Linked DNA regions of Mus musculus: all the other regions are linked to region 1. A link is a contact called in public HiChIP or PLAC-seq and promoter capture Hi-C data. All regions are on one chromosome and are shown on one strand. The core of a region is the stretch at or near the end of the contact, and the rest is flanking DNA. Distances in the headings are between cores, read along the strand shown. Region 1 holds the start of Dhx32 (DEAH (Asp-Glu-Ala-His) box polypeptide 32). Region 2 has its middle 19 kb from the start of Mki67. Region 3 overlaps Ptpre (protein tyrosine phosphatase, receptor type, E).

The links. Promoter capture Hi-C pulls out the DNA fragments that hold promoters and counts their contacts. HiChIP or PLAC-seq counts read pairs in DNA pulled down with a chosen protein or histone mark.
Region 2: a contact with region 1 is called in a promoter capture Hi-C map of hippocampal neurons, with 7 times the contacts expected there. The contact joins the enhancer-like site here to the promoter of Dhx32 in region 1. A contact is called at or near these places in 3 of 39 promoter capture datasets (the C10 cell line, hippocampal neurons and pre-B cells), 1 of 15 datasets of contacts at CTCF or cohesin (large pre-B cells), 3 of 115 datasets of contacts at active chromatin or transcription factors (astrocytes, embryonic forebrain and forebrain) and 2 of 9 other capture datasets (adipose tissue and liver).
Region 3: a contact with region 1 is called in an H3K4me3 HiChIP or PLAC-seq map of neural tube, with 10 times the contacts expected there. The contact joins the enhancer-like site here to the promoter of Dhx32 in region 1. A contact is called at or near these places in 1 of 39 promoter capture datasets (hippocampal neurons), 6 of 115 datasets of contacts at active chromatin or transcription factors (VIP interneurons, acute myeloid leukemia, embryonic forebrain and 3 more) and 1 of 9 other capture datasets (liver).

Annotation. Positions count from the first base shown.
Region 1 is chr7:133,775,333-133,778,201 of GRCm38.p6, reverse strand. Dhx32 (DEAH (Asp-Glu-Ala-His) box polypeptide 32) reads left to right here and starts at 1,399. Exons shown (of 12, transcript NM_133941.2): 1 at 1,399-1,600. It overlaps Fank1 (fibronectin type 3 and ankyrin repeat domains 1), which reads right to left and starts at 1,311. Exons shown (of 11, transcript NM_025850.2): 1 at 1,232-1,311. The coding sequence starts at 1,244.
Region 2 is chr7:135,734,426-135,737,294 of GRCm38.p6, reverse strand. No RefSeq gene overlaps it. Among named protein-coding and RNA genes, the nearest start is that of Mki67, 19 kb to the right of the region's middle. Within about 2 kb of position 1,509, at least 186 of the 459 cell types and tissues checked have an H3K27ac peak or open chromatin away from gene starts, as enhancers often do.
Region 3 is chr7:135,667,766-135,670,634 of GRCm38.p6, reverse strand. Ptpre (protein tyrosine phosphatase, receptor type, E) reads right to left here. Exons shown (of 21, transcript NM_011212.3): 12 at 1,475-1,638; 13 at 778-913. Among named protein-coding and RNA genes, the nearest start is that of 5830432E09Rik, 17 kb to the right of the region's middle. Within about 2 kb of position 1,439, at least 21 of the 459 cell types and tissues checked have an H3K27ac peak or open chromatin away from gene starts, as enhancers often do.

The DNA of each region.
Region 1 (2,869 bases), core at 150-2,649:
CATACACAACTTTGTAGCCCATCGTGGTAGCCCATGCCTTTAATCTTAGCACTTCATAAACAGAGGCAGGTGGACCTGTGGATTTGAAGCCAGCCTGGTCTTTAAACAGTGAGTTCCAAGCTAGCCAGAGAGATAGTGAGATTCTGTTTCAATCAAAACAAAATGAAAAACAGCACTGTAGCCCCAGCACTTTCAGAATGTGGAGCCATGAAGATTCTGAGCCACTGGTTCAGGAGGCTAGGTCACGAAGTTTGCCCTAAACTCAAGGTCAGCCTGGGCTGCAGGAGACAAACTCAAACTTAAGAGTATTTTTAAAAACAAAACAAAAACCAGGGCTAATGAGATGACTTCGCGCAAACAATGCTTGCAGAAAGTAAAAGAGCCAAGTTTGATGCCCAGAACCTCCATAAAATATCAAGTGTGGTGGTGTGATTTGTAGATTCAGCCCTAGAGAGCTGGAGACAGGATCACCTCTGGGGTTCTGCTAGCCGGTTTGCCTAGCCTAGTTCACTAGAGCTCTAGGTCAGTGGGACACCCTGTCTTGAAAACCAAGGTGGGAGCCTGAAGATGTGGTTCAAATATCATGAACACTGACTGCTCTTCCAAAGGACCCAGCACCCACAAGCCTACTCACAGCCTGCTTTTATTATAGTTCAAGGGGATTGGGTTCTCTCTTCTGGTCTCTGTAGAGGCACAAGGCACATGAGTGGTGCAGAGACATATACATGCAGGCAAAACATCTGTACACATTAAATAAAATAAAATAAAAATTTAAAACCAAGGTGGATGGCAAGAAAAGACACCAGAATGTCCCCTCTGGGTTCCACACAAATGTGGCACACTTGCATGTGCACCTGTGTGACACCTGCACACGTGTGCACAAACACATGCATCCGCACGAATAGTCAATAACAAAGAACGGAAAATTTAAGACAAACAGGAATGAGAAACTTTTGTTATGTATCTTATGCTGGGCGGAAGCACATGAATTATATATACCACAGACTTTAGGGATAAGATCGAAGAGAGGCAAGAACACATAAATTCAAGGCCCAGGCTCCATGGAGGTTCACTAAGACACTGGAAGCACTATTAACCATTCGTAAGCCCATTGCTAGTGAGGGCATCAGCCGTGCTCTGTGGAATCTGTGGATCATTTAGCCGAGGGTTCGAGACCTGGCCCGGCTAGCTCGGTCTCTGCTCGCACCCCAGGCCCTAGCCCGCCGCTTACTGTGGGGCTCCATGGTCAGCTGCTCCCGGGGGCCCTCGGGCCCAGCCCTGGCGGCGCCGCCCTCCTAACGCCTGTCTTCGTCTGGCGTCGCTCGGGTTGCCCTGACAACCGGGGATGGGCAGGCGAGCGGGCGGGCGGGGCCCGGCGGACGGCGAGAGGGAGGGACCAAAAAGTGACGTGGAAACGCAGAGCAGCGCACGGGCGGGAGTGGCGCAGGGGGGTCGCGACCCGGGAGCGCGGCGGCTTCAGCAGAGCCGCGCCCCGAGCTCGGGAACGCTCTGTCAGCTCCTCTAGGGACCACGCGAACGTCGGCCGGGCTCGGGAAGCTCCCGCCCAGGCTCTGGGAGGCCTCGGCGGCCGCCGCTGCAGGTAACGGCAGGGCAGGCGGCGGGGAAGCAGGGAGGCCGCGCACCTGTTGCGGCCCCGCCCGACCAGGCACAGCTGAGGGCGAGGGCGCCCCCAGCTCCGGAAGGAGAACCGGAGCTCCGGCCTGAGATCTTCTGGACCCTGGTGGGTTAAGTCTAGGATGACCTGAGACGCCCCAGTGAGAGTCAGAACAAACCCTGCTCCAGCCGGATGACTCGGTCTTTGCACCGCCGTAACCCCAAGCTAGAGTCAGGGTTACCCCTGCATCTGGCGTCCGTCCAGGTCAGGGTCCGGATGAACCCGGAGATGCCCGGGTGAGAGTCGAGATAGACCCTGTTCCTGCTGGAGGACCCAGCTTTTGCCTGCCAGTACCCATTCTCCAGAGTGAAGGGCTATTGCTTCAGGATGTTGCCCCAAGTCATGGTCCGGACTCGGCCTTTGCGCGTGGCAGCTCTTTTCCAGGGTGGGTACCCTATACCGGGATGTTGTCCCAGGTCAAGGCTAGGATGACCCTAAGACTCCGAGTATGGGTGCTCTCAGCTCCTCCTGGAGGACTCGTTCTTTGCACCACATGTTTCAGAGAGGGGTGTTCGAATCCGTTTGCCTAGGTGAGGGTGTGAAAGCTGCTCCTGCCTCTATAGTAGGCCAAGGCTGTCTACTGAGACTACGGGCAGTTCCTCCCCTAGTCCTGCTCTGTCTATCATCCCCACTGTCACCTATCATATTTCAGGCTGTGGGCCCCTTGTGGGATCTTGGAAATTGGTTTAGTTTGGTGTGTGTGTGTGTGTGTGTGTGTGTGTGTGTTTGTGTTTGTGTTACAATACTCATTTTTCCTGTTGATTTTTTTTGGGGGGAGAGGGGGGTCACTGAGTCAGCCAAATTGTGTAGGATACTGGTTTCAAAGACCAGGATCCAGGTTTTCCTTTAAGAAAGGTGTGAAGGGGGGAAAAACCCACTAGGAATTTTTATCTGGTATGGTGTAGAATTTTCAAACCACCTCAGAGAGTGTCATGGGTTAAGGAGAGAAGAGGGGGAAGCAGAGGAAGGAAGAAAAATGGAGAAGAGATAAGAAAGGGATGAGGAAGTGCGGAGAAACAGAGGAAATTGTAGGATTGATTTACCGGTCAGCGCTGGACATTAAAGGCCTTCCATCAACCCCTACTGCTGCCATAGACAGGACTAGAGAAAAATGGAAGGCCCAGCCAGCTCTATTGGGGTCATATAAGTGATTACTCATCTTTGCCAGTAGAGAGATTTCTACCGCGTGGCTGT
Region 2 (2,869 bases), core at 260-2,759, 2.0 Mb before region 1:
CACCATGTAAGTGAGGCTGGGCAGCTGCAGGAAACATTATCTGTCCTGCTGGATGTTCACACTCAGTCCTCAGGTGGCATCTGGATCCCAGATCACCATCTCTGGTCTATTAGGGGCTAGACTCTGCTCAGCTTTTTTGACTCATCTTATGGAGTCTACCCCAGGGTTACTGCCTCTACTACTGTGTGGTGGAGTGTCGTAGTTAGGAGTCAAGACATCTGTAGGAAGCAAGAAGGCAGGCAGCTGGAGAGGGTGGAGGGGAGAGGCCTTCAACAACAAACTAAACACCATAAGGGGAGAAGAAAAAAAGCCTCTTCGACACAGCCTAGCTTCAATATTGGAGGTCTCCATCTGCAGACACATAGTAGATTTATATTCTACTGCCAAAACAGGAGTGTGGTTACGGAAATAGTTTTAGGTTCTCTGGATTTGTACGCTTTCTTCTGTAAAATAAAAGCATAAACAGGCAAGCAATACACCTAGACATTTGGGCTCCAATTAAGAAGGCCCTGTTCTTAGGGTAGCCCCCAAGAGTGATCTCTCCCCGTGATTGCACCTTTGGACCTCTGGAGTATTCAGAGTGACAGGGTACAAAGTGGTTGGGAAGGTTGGGAGGAGCCTGAAACTCTCAGCAGGGTGCCCAGCCTGGAGCAGGTCCTCCTTGTCGACTGACTGTAGCCCTTCTAACTCATTGCTCTTGCTGTTAGTTCCTAAAAACTCAAGCAGTTTCGAAGTTAAAAGAACGTGTCCTGCAGCGATTCTCCTCTAGATGGCAGCAACACTCAGAACCCGCTAAAGCTCGCCTCCCAGGCCGCTGGCTCTGTAAATCCGGAGTGATCCCCTATGCAGGCAGCCTGCCTTTTGGACACTCCAAGTTCTTACTCCTCTTTAGCACGCTGCCTCCCACAGTAGACGCCGAGCATCTCAAACACTGAGTGGCTAATTACGCAGATAGGCCATGCTTCCAAATTGATCTTATTTTGCAGGCTGGTATTTTCTCATGCTATTATTGTTAAGGGGTGGTGGTGGTGTAAGTTGATCAACGCCAGTCATTGCGATATTGAGCTGCAAAGTTTTGAAAGTATTTGTTTCATAATGTGTGAGACAGAATATGGCTCCACTTCATTCACAGTTTTTCAGCCTACGGTGGTTATGTTCTAATAATCCTGTTCCAGCAGCCCTGAGGCTGAGTTTGGTTTTGTTGCAAGGTCCCAAGCAGGGCGAAAGAGCAGACAGGACTCTAAGACTCGCACTTCCCTCTTTGGCACAGGTCTCCCAGTGCATCACTGAACAGTGCAGTGTCTAGGCACTAACGCTAGGTGGAGACCTGAAGCTGCTGGCCTCTGGATGTCGCTTAAGCAGCCCCTAGTCGGCCGACTAGTCTTTAGCACGGGTCCCAGCGCAGGCAGGGCGAGGCTGGGCTCTGCACCTGCGCAGACCTCGGAGCTCCTGTGCCCAAGATTCCGGGTTGCACCTATAGTGTAGTGGCCCTAAGTGGCCGCCAGGTGACGCTGTGGTCCCAGCCATCGAGCTCCCAGGCCTCAGAGGCCACCGCAGTGATCTACCGTCTGTGCAGAGGGTGGAGCCTAAGTAAAGGGAAAACTGATCCTTTGCTCTGCCAGAAGATTCCAGAACGCTGGGTTTTTTTTGTTTGAAAGGCTAGCTATCCACCACTTTTGAGTTTAATACAAATCCTTTTTTTTTAAACACGTTATGTAACGCTGAGTTGATCTGGCTGGGGAACCTGACATCAGGCCTTGTCCTGTATTGAAATTTAAGCTCTACGTGTTAGCAATTCCTCTAAACTACAACAGCTTGCAACTCCACCCTTCAGGTAGTGCTAGCAGGCAAGCAAATAGCAAGACTGCTCCGTGCCTCCCCCTTCTCTTCCCTCACCCTCTCTCTTTCCACCTCCCCATCCCCCACATGTCCCCAGTGACCTCTTTCCCTCTTCCTCTCTCCTCTCTTTCTGTTCTTCACTGTTACCTTCCTTTCTCTGCCTCTATCCACTCTCCAGGTCCCCTTCCCATTCTTAACAATAAACCTTCTTCATATTAGGTCTATTACACGGCTGATCCCTCGGGAAGGACACCTTGGGCAGGCCAGCTAGGGTGCTCCCTCCCGCTGCACTATTACACCTCACCTGCCTCCTTTTATAAACACACCATTGAGGAGGCCAGGAAACAGGAATTACCAGATCTGGAAGGAGTTGAGACTTCATGCCCTCAGGGGTGCGGTGGGGCCTCTCCCTGCCTACCTACTGCCAGCCACGGGGAACCCCTTCCCAGAGAAGTTTAGCTGCTATTGTTTAGTGTTTGTTTGATTGGAGGTTTGGGGTTTTATTGGGGACAATTTTTCTTGTAAGTGGGGTGTGACTACATAGCCCAGGCAGACCTTCAATTTAGGGGCTCATCCTGGATTGCAGGTGCACATCATTACACCGGGTTTCTAATGTTAAGAGATGAAGCACTCCTTTTTAAAGCTTTTTTTTTCCTTCCTCAGAAAACCCAAGGTACACAGGAGACAGTCATGAAATGAACTCCATCCCAATGGCTGTACCTCCCAAGATTCAGTAACCAACATCATTCATGTCCACTCTTGTTTTGTTGAGGAAAGCTCCAGATAACATCTCTCTACTTTCACAAATACTACATAATAGCTAGGCATGATGGAGCAAGCCCAGAATCCCAGCTCTCTGGAGGACAACTCGAGAGGCCTGGAGTTTGAGGCCAGTGTGGGCTACACGGCAAGACTGTCTCAAAATAAGCAAACAGAGAGACTGCAGTGGGCTTCCCTAGGAGACAAAGATTGCTCTTAAATACTAATACCATTGCTGAGCTAACTATACCGCCTCACACGGACAATATTT
Region 3 (2,869 bases), core at 190-2,689, 1.9 Mb before region 1:
AAGAGTGATCATGTGGACTGGTCGTCTAGGGTAAAATAAGATGACAGTAATGACCACTACCTCCGAGGGCTCCAGGGGCTATGTCAGCTGCTTAGAATCACCACCATGGCATATGAACATGCTAAGGATCAGGGTCACCAGCCTTTGTGACTCCATGGGAGGTAATGACAGAGTGGGAGGTATACCAGGTCTGACAATGGGCATGCTCATAGCCTGTGGCCACCTGCCTATTAAAACCCATCTGACCAGCAGGAGAGGATGTGCCTAATCCTGCAGAGACTTGATGCACCAGGGTTGTGGGTGGGTGGGATTCTAGCAGGGCGGACCTGGGAGGGCCCAGAGGTGAAGGGGAGGGGGAATGAGAGGAGAGACTCTGTGAGGAGGGATGGGATGAAGCATTTGAGATATAAATAAATAAATAAATAAAACCAATAACAGCAAAACCCAGACCTGCAAGCGGGGCCTGGTGGCAATAGTTCAAAATTCCAGTTATTTGGAAAGCTGAGACATAAAGAGGATATGTTCAAGGGCTGCCCAAGCTACAGAGCCAGGTCAAAAGCAGGCTGGGCTACTCACTAAGACTGAGTTCCAGGAAGTAAAGGGGTGGCTGAGATTACAGCTCAGTGGTAGAATCTATCCGCATGACAGACCAGGTGCAAAACAACAACAACAACAACACACAGTCAAAAAATATTTTTAAATGGGCCTGTGGAGTGGTGCGAAGGCACCTGAGTGCTCTGTGATGCTTAGGCCAGGGCAGAAAGAGGTGCCACTCACATCCGTCTGGACCATCTGAGGGCGCTGATTGCGGATTCTAGACACAAACTCAAAGACGTCAACCTTCTGCTCCGAGTGTATCATGTCCATCATGGCATCGATCACAATGAAGGTGCCAGTCCGACCCACGCCCGCGCTTCAGGGAGGAGAAAGATGCCACCTCGTGAGTCACATTCCCCTGAAGTAAATGGCAAGCCTGGGAAGATGCCTGAACCTGGGGGACAAAGGACACAGCCTAGGGCAAAATTAAGGAGGGTGCAACTTGGAAGAACAAGGAGCAAATCTATGCATAGCCACTAGAGGGCACTGCTGCTCTGGTTATTTATCTCAGGACTAGAGACACTGAAGGGGTGTGTGTGTGTGTGTGTGTGTGTGTGTGTCCCCTGCTATGGGAACTAAACGATCCTTGAGGTACCAGGTAGAGCAGAGGGCAAGGTCAGTGGACTTGCCCAGAGCTCCCATGCCAGCCATCAACCTGGGCCTTGTCAGCCTTCAAGAGTTTTACATATTGGGGGTCTGTCCAGACACCACTGGGGCAGGTACCCCAGAGACCAAGAGGGGCTAGAATTCCTTTCTCCACACGCAACTTTGGGTATAGCTGCTTCAAAACTTCATTCCCCCCAGCCCTAGCTCTGCCCACCCCACCACTGCCGCACTGGCCATTCCCCACACTGTGGCTGGCCCCTCCCTGACATACCTACAGTGAACCACAATGGGCCCAGCATGTGAGGGGTTGAGTGTCTTCACTTTCTTCAGGAACTTGAGCATCCCGATGGGGGTAAACGGCACCCCGAAGTCAGGCCAGCTGGTGAAGTGCAGCTGTGAGACCAGCCGCGGGGCTTTGCAGCTGTCTGGGAGTTGCTGTAAGGGATGAGGGGGAAGTGAGAGATGGGAGGTGGAACTGTTTAGCATCTCCTTCCGAAGGACAGTGGGGCTCATGCCAGGTCAGCGGCTGCAAACACAGAGAACCCTGGAATGCAGGGGTACCATACCCGATGTGACAATACACAGCTCTTGGCTGGCAAAGGGCTTTTGCAGCTGGCTATACCAGGCCAGGATCCCAGTAGCCACATATCCCCAAAGCTGGTCTTAATGCTCACACACTCCAGCTGTGAGGCAGACCTGCCTGCTCCATCTACACAGTCCCACCTGACTTGTGGCGACCTGAGTCACTGCCAGCATATTTAAGTCTCAAAGAGTCAGCGTGGGAAGGAAGAATGAAGGGTCAGCCTACACACTGGAGACCTCCAGACCCTCCCTCCCAGATTCTCCAAGCCTTTGCAGCATGCATGGTTCTCCTGCTCCTGATGGTGGAAGATGACAATACCAGTGTGTTTAGAAGTAAGGTGTGTGTGTGTGTGTGTGTGTGTGTGTGTGTGTGTGTGTGTGTGTATTCTCTGTATGGAAGCAAGGGATAACAATTTTGGGATGCCTCAGGCACATATTCTACCATTAGGCTAGGCCCCTCAGTCCATCCTTTCAAAACCTTCTGCGGTGGCTTCTAGACACTTCTTTCAGATTTTTGCAACTTAATTTTACCAACCGCTCTACATTTTATTCCTAATAAAAACAGCCTGTCTCTGTGGTCTTCATTTCCTCTGCTTTGTTCTCGAGCATTTTGATCGAAGGCTGCCTCGAAATGAGCATGAAAGATACTGGGGGAGAGTCTGAACCTAATTTTTGACACCATTATAAAACAATTCTGTCACCAGACATGGCGACTCATGTCTTTCATCCCAACACTTGGGAGGCAGAGGCAGGTGGATCTATGAAAGTCAGCAGCCAGCATGTTCTACACAGGAAGTTCCAGACCTCCATGGATCACATAGTGAGAGCTTGTCACTAGGAGTAGCTCAGTGGCGCAGTGCCTGCTTGGTGCAGTGGGAAAGCCCCCAACCCCCATTGAATCCTCTACCACTCCAGCTGGCTCACCCACCTTCTGGGGAGGCCCAGGACAGTGGCTGGGAGTCAAAGCATCCAGCCCTCTGCAGATTCGGGTCCTTGATCCACTAACCCTGTCCCCAGTCTGTCACAGGATCCAGCCCTGCAACCACAGCCTCTGTGAGAGTTCCTGCCATGCTATGAGTGGGTC